2 separate regions of the Anas platyrhynchos genome follow, and region 1 is linked to region 2. Evidence: chromatin contacts called from public Hi-C data. All regions are on one chromosome and are shown on one strand. The core of a region is the stretch at or near the end of the contact, and the rest is flanking DNA. Distances in the headings are between cores, read along the strand shown. Region 1 holds the start of PLCG2 (phospholipase C gamma 2). Region 2 overlaps LOC140003459 (a long non-coding RNA gene).

Region 1 (5,108 bases), core at 1,781-4,280, 130 kb after region 2:
AATACCAGTGACCCGTCTTAGGAATGGTGTTTCCTCATAGCAAAACTAGCTATTCCAGGAAAATAAATAAATAAATAAATAAACACTTTTCATTTCTCAGAACAACGTTTTTTTTTAAAAAGTTTCAGTTTAGCAGAAACTCTTGTCATGTGATTTGGGATGATCAATCAAAAACTAAAAATAGATGTGAGAATATGTGAATTAAATGTGGTTTTTCTGTACACGTATTAGCTAGCTAACTGTTCACTCAGTGTCTTGGACTGGTTTTGCCAGCTGTGCATAACACCAGTGTATTTATAGGGCCTGCAGTTACACCTTCAGATGAAACATGAAGTACTACAGTCACTGCATCCACAGCAGCACAATGCCAGCAGCTCTTCACCAGCACCGCTGAGAGCGAGCAATTCTGCCTTACCAAGGCCTCAGCAGAGCAAAGCTGCAGGAGACTCAGCAGGGAACCAGGTAAACTTTCCGTCTATGCTTTTTAAGCCAATCAAATGAAAATCCTTCAGAAAAAGAATGTGACTGCAGGTGAACAACGACAAGAAAAAGCATCTGGCAATATTTTTCAACTAGGTGAATTGCCACTCAGCAAGAAAAAGTCCAGATCTTCCCTCTAGTTATCTTCCAGCCTTTCATTTTTCCCCACTGCAGAGCAGCAGCACAGGTGAGCTCAGGAGAGCAAAGCGCTCTGTTATCATGTGCTGTAGCCTCCTGCTCTCACTCGTCATCCCTTCAAGCTCAGAGAGGTGGAAAGAAGCACGACTTCAGGCAGGCCAGGCACGGCGATGAGCAAGGCTAGACTGGAGCGTTTCACCACTGCTCTGAACTAAAGTCACAGGCGCCGTGGTGGGACCGTACAGCGTGCTGTGACGACGGGAGGAACAAACCGAGCACTGCTGCAACGTGCTCTCTCACTGATCACTTCCCATTTTCCTCTCATTCTGCTAAGTACTTCTTAACATTGGCTTAGCTGCTGTGGGTGGAAGTTCTTCTGGGACCATTAGACAGATGTAGCCCCAGTCTTTTTCTACTCTACACATGGCTGATTGCAGGGATTTATTATAGTCTAAGGCCTTCCCTCCAGGCACACAGGAAGGGAGGAGAAGTTTCTTGCATCAGTGCTCACTCATGCAAAGATCAGCTTTAATCCGTCACACGCTGCATCAGAAAAGTTTAGAAAAGCCCTCTGGCATTAGAATTAACTGAGGACAGAGCGAGCACACTGGTCCTATTTACAGATAAGCATGCAATCATGTAAAACACACGTCAAAATTTCACTGAAATGAAAACACGATTGAAAAACTAATGAGGTACTTGAGAGGTTTTTTTCTGAATAGGGGTAGGATGAGAGACACTCTTCTGGGATATGCATTGCAGGCGCCTGTGCCTTGGAAGAGAGTCCATCTGGTGTATCTCTGTGATCAGCATGTTTGCATAGAATGCAAATCGTTACTGCAACTGCTGTTATCTTTATGCACTGTAGTTATAACTGAATGAGTCACATAAAAGGGTCAAAACCTTCTGTTCTACTTTTTATGATAAACATCTTTTTAACATACAGCGTTAGAGATCCTGTGCGTCAACAGATCAAGGTAGGAGTTGGTACTGAGTGAGGTATGACAGACCCTGGCATAGGGGCCCAGTCTTATTAACATATTTATTAACAATTTTTAAAAAACAGGGTAAAAAAAAGGAGAAAACATAGATATGTCTATTAACTATTAAAAGCCTGAAAAAATTAGAGATTCATGATAGGCTGCTTAAGTTTTCTTGTTTCTCAAGCTGCCCTCAAGCCTGCAGAACAAATGGGAGTAGCTGTGTTAGGGTCTGCTGTGTACTCCGCTCCCAGGCTGGCAGGTGGCAAAGATGTGATATTGCAGCCTGTGCAAATTTGCTGGGGCCCACGTTCTGTTATAATGGTCTCCTGAGTACCCGTGCTGAGTAAATTTAACTTTGCATCTTCAGAAGAACTTCTGTTTGCAAAAGATCCATTTTTCAGCAATTCAAATAGATATCATCCATCATGTGATATGCTCCATTTCTCAAATACAAGTTTTCATACGTAGGTACAGTCATACTATTTTACTTATTTTAAAGACTTTGTGTAAGACACTTTGCACATCTCCCACCAGATTTCATTTGTGCAACAGAATTCAGATACTTCACAATACATTTGTAAGTACCAGCTATCAAAACCTTCTCAGTTAACAACATTTGACTGAAAATCTAATTTATATATTGTGTAAGCTCTCTTAAGAACAAACATTAGATTTGCACTTTTACAACAGAGAGAAAAACATGAGAAAATAACCTTCAAGAGAAAAATTCTCTCATTTATTAGGAGTCAAATCTAGAATAAATGAAGAATCTAAGAATGTGAATTTGCAAATGCTTATTTAGCCTGATCTCCAAATTGGAATGAATGAAAAATAGGTCGGTTATTTTCTAGCCTTAGAAATTTCACACACACATAGACTGATTCCTCCACTTTCTTTCCTTAGACTGGACTAGTAATTTTAAGACACCACTCCCTCTTTCAAGGAAAATGTCTTTTACATTTCCTGTATGATTAAGACAGTCCTTTTATTCTGGAGCTAAGCTACAAAAAACATTTACTTTACATGAGGGAAGGCAAAAACTAGAACACAGAGGGCTCTGCCAGGTAATTTAAACCCAACTGTCTTCACTCCAGAACCTTTCTGCCACACATCAGGAATTATTTGACCCCATTTCTGTGAAGGATATCTGCCCTGCTGAGTCTCAAAGGCCGCAATACAGAGCTTACCTTTAATCCTGTGCAGAATAATGAATGATATACTGCTGAGATTAGCTAGGCAGTGTCAAACGGAGGTTTCTTCCTCTTTGTGCTCTGATTCCACCTGGGTAAAAGCTTACTGTTAAGACCCCTTAAGCACACAAAATCTCACCAACCTGAGCCTTTTATTTAATATAAAATTAAATAAATAATAACAATTTAAAAAAATAAAATCTGTCACCTGTGATGACAGTCTCTTCTCCTTCTAAAGGGCAGATTTTGTTACGGCTGTTGCTAGCAGAAAAAAAAAAAAAAAAAAAGAAAAAAAAAGAAAAAGGAAGTTATAAGAAGGAAAGTGGAACACATGAAGTGTGTCACTTTTCACCAGCAAGACTCTCTCCTCTTTCACCGTCTTTATGAGCTGAGCTCTTTCATGACAGGTCACTACCATCACATATTAATAACACATTAATAATGCCCCTGCCTGTGATAAATGCAACAGTTGTCACAGTTTTTATTTTGTCTCAGGTAAATTTTGAATTCTTTGATCTCTGGTTTCTAAGCCTTTGGGATGCCCTCTCTTCATGTTTTTAAAATTTGTCTGCAAACAAGGGAGTTCATAATTTACTTTTTTAAGAAACACTGAGAGTTTCATGGACCCTAGCGATTCCAACAACTGGGCTTTAAGTAAAACATTTAATACCTTTAATCCTCAGGAAAAAAAAAAAAAAAATGAAAATTGAAAGCATACCTTTCTGGTTCGAGATATGCTGTCTGGAAAAAAATGGTTTACATGTGGAACATAGGATTTTAAGATTAGAGCAGAAGACAACACCTAGCTGGTTACCCCAGTGGGAAATAGATTAAAATAGGATGGAAATAGATTATCAGTCAATGCTTGAAAGTTTTGACCATTTTTTATTCCACTGAAAATAATGAAATTGTTGAAGCTGAATAATACTAGTTTTCTAGCAATTTATATGCAAAGAGTAGTCATACTTTACAGCTTTATAAATCAACAAATATACATAAATCTATTTGTAAAGAAATAACAGTTTTTAAACAGATTAAAACAGAATCCAAATATTTGTATCAAACCGATGTTCATATAGGCTGAAACATATTTTTGAGGTATTTTATGAAAACAAAGTATGACACCATTTGACTAGAACTAAAATATACAAAACTGGGGGGGGGGGGCGGGGAAGCATGCAGAAATATAACAGGAGATGTAGCTCCTTACAGGGCTCTCCTAAAAAAAAAAAAAAAAAGTAACAAAAACCTGATCCCCACAGGTGACAGGCACCAGCTTTCACGGGTCTGGCAGCACAGATGGAGGCAGCGTGCGGAGCTGCTGCCTTGATGACAAAAGCCATCAGAGGGAAGAGGAGACTTTGGGTACTCCTGTGGAAGGAAAGACTCAGTCACAAAGCAAAGACAAGAGCTAAAGTTGCTTTCTGACAGTTTCTGTAGTCTAACAACAGCCAGACTTGTAGCTCTTGGCATTGCATTAGCAGTGCTGCTGCAGAAAGGATATGTTTTGCTAAGAAAATAGCCAAATGAAAGTTACAGCAGAAGAAAATCTTTACTAACAGGGAAAAACAAAATGTTTTCAGCCTCTTCCGGCAGTGGACATCAGACAGTTGCTTTGGTGCTGGGGAGGAGACCAGAGAAGGGAGTCAGAAAAGACTCAAGCAGGAGAAATAGATGCTTTTTGACTTGTCTGCTTGTAAAGAGCAGCTTGCTACCCCCTGAAAATAGAGATGAGGCAAATGGAAAAGCAAGGTGTTGCCAGACTGTGGGTAATTTTTTCTGTGTTTTCTTTTTTCTTTTTCTTTCAAAGAGAGGAAATAATGTGTGCAGAGCAGCAGTGGTTCATAGTGGGTCAGTCAGGAAGTCTGGGGCTGGGTATTTAGAAGACAGATATTTTTATTTCACGTTGTTCTCAGAGAACAGAAGTATGCAAGAAAATATTTTCTTAGCTAAAAATGCAAAATTAGAGTTCACGTATAGTTAGCTAAGCTATCAATGGACTTCATGGTTCACAATGAAGAATGCAATTTGGAGTCGAAGGTTTTGCAACTGCAGCTGCAGTTATTATAGAAATGCACAGGGGTTTTAGCAAAAGCCAGCGCTCCGCTGTAACACAGCAGAGGTAATAGCAGGCAACAGGACAGGAAAGTAATCGGAGATTATTAACTCTGTTCCCACAGGTAAAGAGCTGAGGCGTAATCGGTTTAAAGCTGAAGTTTCACGTACATCTTCATCCAGCACTTGTAATGAAAAGAGGCAGTCCCTCCTGCTTCTGCCTCCTGCCAGCTCTACCCCGACTGCTCCCTGCCGCTGGCAC
Region 2 (4,639 bases), core at 385-2,884:
CATCAGAAGAAATTTGACTGCATATTTACGTGGCCACAAATCTACCTGGTTTAAAGCCGCAAAATCAATGCTCTAAGTGCATTGCTTATCACTCTGGGTGGCTGTTCCGCTAACCTGACCATCGTGGTTTTCATCCCTTTGCACAGTGAAGGTACGGATGAGGAACAGCCTGAGGATTAACAGGAAGCCTTTGCTTTACTCCCTTTACTCCTTTTCTCGGTACCACATGGCATAGTTGAGGGAGGACTGCAGGACTGCAGGACCATGCTCAGGCTGCTCATCAGGCAGCCAAAAGCAGTAGAAAACAGCTTAATAAAATCAAATAAAATAATAAAATAAAATAAAATAAAATAAAATAAAATAAAATAAAATAAAATAAAATAAAATAAAATAAATAAAATAAAATAAAATAAAATAAAATAAAATAAAATAAAATAAAATAAAATAAAATAAAATAAAATAATATAAAATAAAATAAAATAAGAATCATGTCATTGCTCTCCCTCCGTTTGCTTTCCTCCAGCGCTGGGCCCTTGCTCGGGAAGAGCTGCGGATGCGCTGCGTGCTCCTGCCGCTGACGAGGTTTCATCTTGCTCTCCTCTCCCTGGGGAGCAGCATGTGCTTTTGGAAGCTACACACCATTTTATTAGTTCAATTCCCAGGCGCAAAAACGTCAAGCTGCTTTTATACGAACACGCTGCAATTTAGTACCAATGGCAAACTCTGCAGAAAGAGAGAGAAATGCAGACCTAGCCCGGATCCCTGTGGAAACCCACCCGCAACCGTTCCCAGCACTGGGAACTGGCTCTGCAGCATCCCTGCTACACTTTAATTTGCACCATCTCCTCCGTTTGTATCCCACCTCATTTCCTGCCCTTGGTTAATGATCTGATTTTGTGCGTTACGCGTTCAGAATGCTCCCTGGCAATAAATGTTTTATTTTTTCGCTCATAGCACCTTTGTGAAATATTTATGATCACTAGATGTCACTGTAATTTTACTCTGTCTCCAGCCCTACTGAACCAGTGTGATTCCCCATGCTCTCGTGTGCTCACTTTAAAAACCTCTTGAAGAATATATTAGTGATGAGACAAACCCCCAGCTGCTTTCCTAGTTTGGGTTTTCCTGTGGTGGAAGGCAGAGTATGCCTTGCTTCGGGCTTTGCCTGCACTTCCCCTGGCACTGTAGTTAATCACACACGTGTTAGAAACCCAGGAATGTCTATAAAAGCATTTTGCCTCTTTCATTTGCCTTTAAAGATTTTTACAGAATATGTTTCTTCAAGGTCAACAAAAGTCCACACTCCCTATTTCCCTAAACTGTTCCTTCTATGATTTCTCTGTTGTACAGTATATGGCAATGTAATTATTATAGGCATAGACATGCATGGGATTTTTATTTCTTTTTAATTGGAAACCTCAGTGCTGTGGAGTGGGATCACCTATGCATTAACCCTTTGTCTCCACCCGGTGAAGTTACCCAGTTCAGCAGGAGGACACATTCACTCCATATGCCAGGTCCCACTGGGGAACATGCCAAAAGCAGGACTTTCAAGAAAAATCTGTTATCCAGTGTACAGCGCAAAGGCTCCTGATGCAGCGCTGGTTCCAAGGAACTAAAGCTCTTTGCTGGCATCTTTTGGTGAGCAAGGAGAAGGGACGCGAGGGTCAGGGTGTCCCAGCTGCAGCACGGGTCTCACCACCTCAAAGCAGATAAATCTGGTTTTCTCTCTTTAGTTAACAAAGAAATGTGGGGAGGAGTGGAAGGAATTCAAATTTTGCTGGAGGAGGAATCTCTGTCACAGCTGTGAGGACTGGAGTGGATGAGCACCATGCAGGGCAGCACAGGGAAGACTCACAGCAGGCAAAATTCCTGCCCTTTTGCCCAGATTGTGCTGCCTGTCCAGCACCATTAATCGCAACATCTCAGACACCCTAATACATTGTGTTCTGCTACTGACTCTGTCTCACTTTTGATGAGCTTTTCTGTTCAGGATTAAATTTTTCATTAAAAAAGAGCTTAAATGAGTAAAGAAGCTTCTGGACAAGCACTTTTTTTTTTTTTTTTTTGTGTGTGTGTGTGTGTGTGTGTGTAGCCATCAGAGAAGCTTTCTTGATTCCCCTGAGGTCAAGTTCCTTTCATCTTCTCTGCCAGCCACAGCATAAAACCCTAAATTTCCTTTGAATTCTGTTGATTAGTTGGAGCGATGGAGTGCTCTCTTTAGAAACTCTCCACTGCAAATCTAGCCCAACATGACGGACCACATTCTGCCTAATGAGTAACAGCAGCACACAAACCAGGAGCTAAAGGGAGTTTTGAAAATATTGCCACTGAATTAAGACAAATGTTAGGGCTACGGTGCTAATCCTGAGAATGAGCTCATATCGACGTGTCTGTTTTAGGTGAGTGACAGGTAGACAGGAGTAGCTCTTTATTAATTGGAGACCCATTAGTCCTGGCTTAAAGCTGATGCAGAGCCAGCAGCACTGCATGGAGCAGGAGAAGTGTTTTTGGGGTGTGTTGGGTGCAGCCCCCCAGTCTTGCAGGAGGCACTGGCAATGACACCAGCTCTCTCATGGGGTTCCTCTGCCAGGAACAGTGCTGGAAGGGCTTTCATCAAGATAACTGTTGAAAAAAAGGTGAGGAACAATAGAGAAATAAACCGACTAAAGCAGCTAATTAATGTAAATGACATCCTGGATTATTTTTTTGTGTTTATAGACGTCTCTTCCTAAGGAATTGCATGAATTTCCTTATTTGTTTTGAAAGGTTATAAATTATCTAGGAACCTGACTGTGTGTACATAAAAAGTGTTGAAACAGTTCAATTAAAGGTGTGACAGCTTTAAGCCCCATTAAACATGGGCAGCTCCCTACACATAAAATCACTTGCCAGGCCACTGGCATACTTCTATGTAATTTGAGTCAATCAGGAGTTCTTTCAACATAACCCAACATAAATCATTATCAATACTAAATGAGGGATTGCATATTAAGAGCTTACACCCATTTCTTTTTATCGGTTTAAAAACAGGTTAACATTACATGGAACACAGTTCCAAAACAGACTGAAGTTATGTGAAACACCCTTACGAAAGCATTAGTGTAAATCATATTTTTTAAACAGATTTAATCATTGTTTACCCAGCAGTACCCCAGAAGACTAACTCGAACAATACAGTGCTATGAATTCATAGCACAGATTAGTTAAAGCAGATGGTAAGCCCGTGTGGATGCACTCCGTCAGAGAAAATTCAGCCATAATTGGATTTATTTTAATTCACTTATACTTTGACAACAGGAGAAATGCTGGTAAAGTTCCTCATGCAGACAAGCCCTGAGGTTAGGGCTTTCAGGGAGCTGCTGCTTTCCTTGCTCATAACCTCTTTTTGAAAATTGGACTTTAATGCAAAAATAACATTTAGCCTATTTTAAATACTAGTCAATCCCAGTCCAAAGACCTTTATTGACGGTCAGATCTCAGTGCCTCCCTTCACTCCAAGTAGCACTTTATGCAAGTGGCCCCAATGAGACGATGACACCCATGGGCAGCTCCTCACTTCTCCATGTGTTCTTGCATGGGCTGGTGTGGGAGGGCACACTGTATACGTCCAAAAGCCTAGATGTTACCTGGAATGGCACCCAGTCTGTGCTTCTGACCTGGGTTCTTCTTGAAAAGGTCAATAACTGCTTTTTCCTCTTAGAAAAAGAGGGGGCTGGAGATCTGAGTCCTGACTTGCTTGCTTGTGTGCATCCTTCATTCTTGGAGGATGCACACAGTGGCAGGGAGACTTCTGCCCAGCCAGAGAGGGGGGAAGGAGCTCACTTCCCTCTGAGCTGAGCTGTTACGGGTGTAAATAGAGCTCCTAATTGTCAGCATATTTTCTGCAAACACATAATAAACACAACTCTCATCTCCTTACAAATTATATGTACGTGTAAGGGGCACCCACGTTACTAGCTGGATGACATGTTGCATCAACTAGACATGCAGAAACCTGCCAACCGCATCATCACAAACCTCAATTTCCCTCATAATCTCCCCAAACTTCTTGCTTTCAAATTGTACCAGCAAACCACCAGCTGCTGGCCAGCTGGATGGCCATGGAGGCACTGCAGCAGCAGGAGGCATGTGGGGAGGAGTGACCCAGCTCTGGATACACCTCAGATATATGTTTATTCCAACGCATTTAATTGACATTAGCTCTTGTTTGTTTTCTTTTGTTTGGATTTTTGCTTGTTGTGGTTATTCTATGTGTTAATGGCAAGGAGGAGACATAATGATTGGGTGAGGCAGATTCATCTCTGAACTTGTTTTTTTTTTTTTCAAGCCTTTCCTCACCTATATTTAACCATGTGCCTCTGGTGTATATTGGCAGTAGCTTGCTGTTCTTGCTGGCTGCACAACCATATATTTAAACTTAAATCAGATTAGCATTTCTTGTCTCAATACCAGCTACACTTGGGGGAAAAAAAAAAAATATATATATATATATATATATATATATATATATATATATATATATGTATTTAGACATATACATACAAAAATATATATATACATATTTTGTAATACATATATATATGTGTATATATATATACACTCCAACACCCCACTTCCTATTATCCAGCTACACAAA

Evidence for each region. A called contact is a pair of places that touch in the nucleus more often than the background predicts.
Region 1: a contact with region 2 is called in a Hi-C map of liver, with 4 times the contacts expected there. The contact joins the promoter of PLCG2 here to the enhancer-like site in region 2. A contact is called at or near these places in 2 of 8 Hi-C or Micro-C datasets (liver and skeletal muscle).

The regions. Positions count from the first base shown.
Region 1 is chr12:4,889,665-4,894,772 of IASCAAS_PekinDuck_T2T, forward strand. PLCG2 (phospholipase C gamma 2) reads right to left here and starts at 3,031. Exons shown (of 34, transcript XM_038185661.2): 1 at 3,000-3,031; 2 at 2,789-2,882. LOC140003467 (a long non-coding RNA gene) reads right to left here. Exons shown (of 4, transcript XR_011812215.1): 4 at 3,657-5,108.
Region 2 is chr12:4,763,482-4,768,120 of IASCAAS_PekinDuck_T2T, forward strand. LOC140003459 (a long non-coding RNA gene) reads left to right here. Exons shown (of 2, transcript XR_011812171.1): 2 at 524-953. Among named protein-coding and RNA genes, the nearest start is that of HSD17B2, 32 kb to the right of the region's middle. Within about 2 kb of position 1,635, at least 2 of the 8 cell types and tissues checked have an H3K27ac peak or open chromatin away from gene starts, as enhancers often do.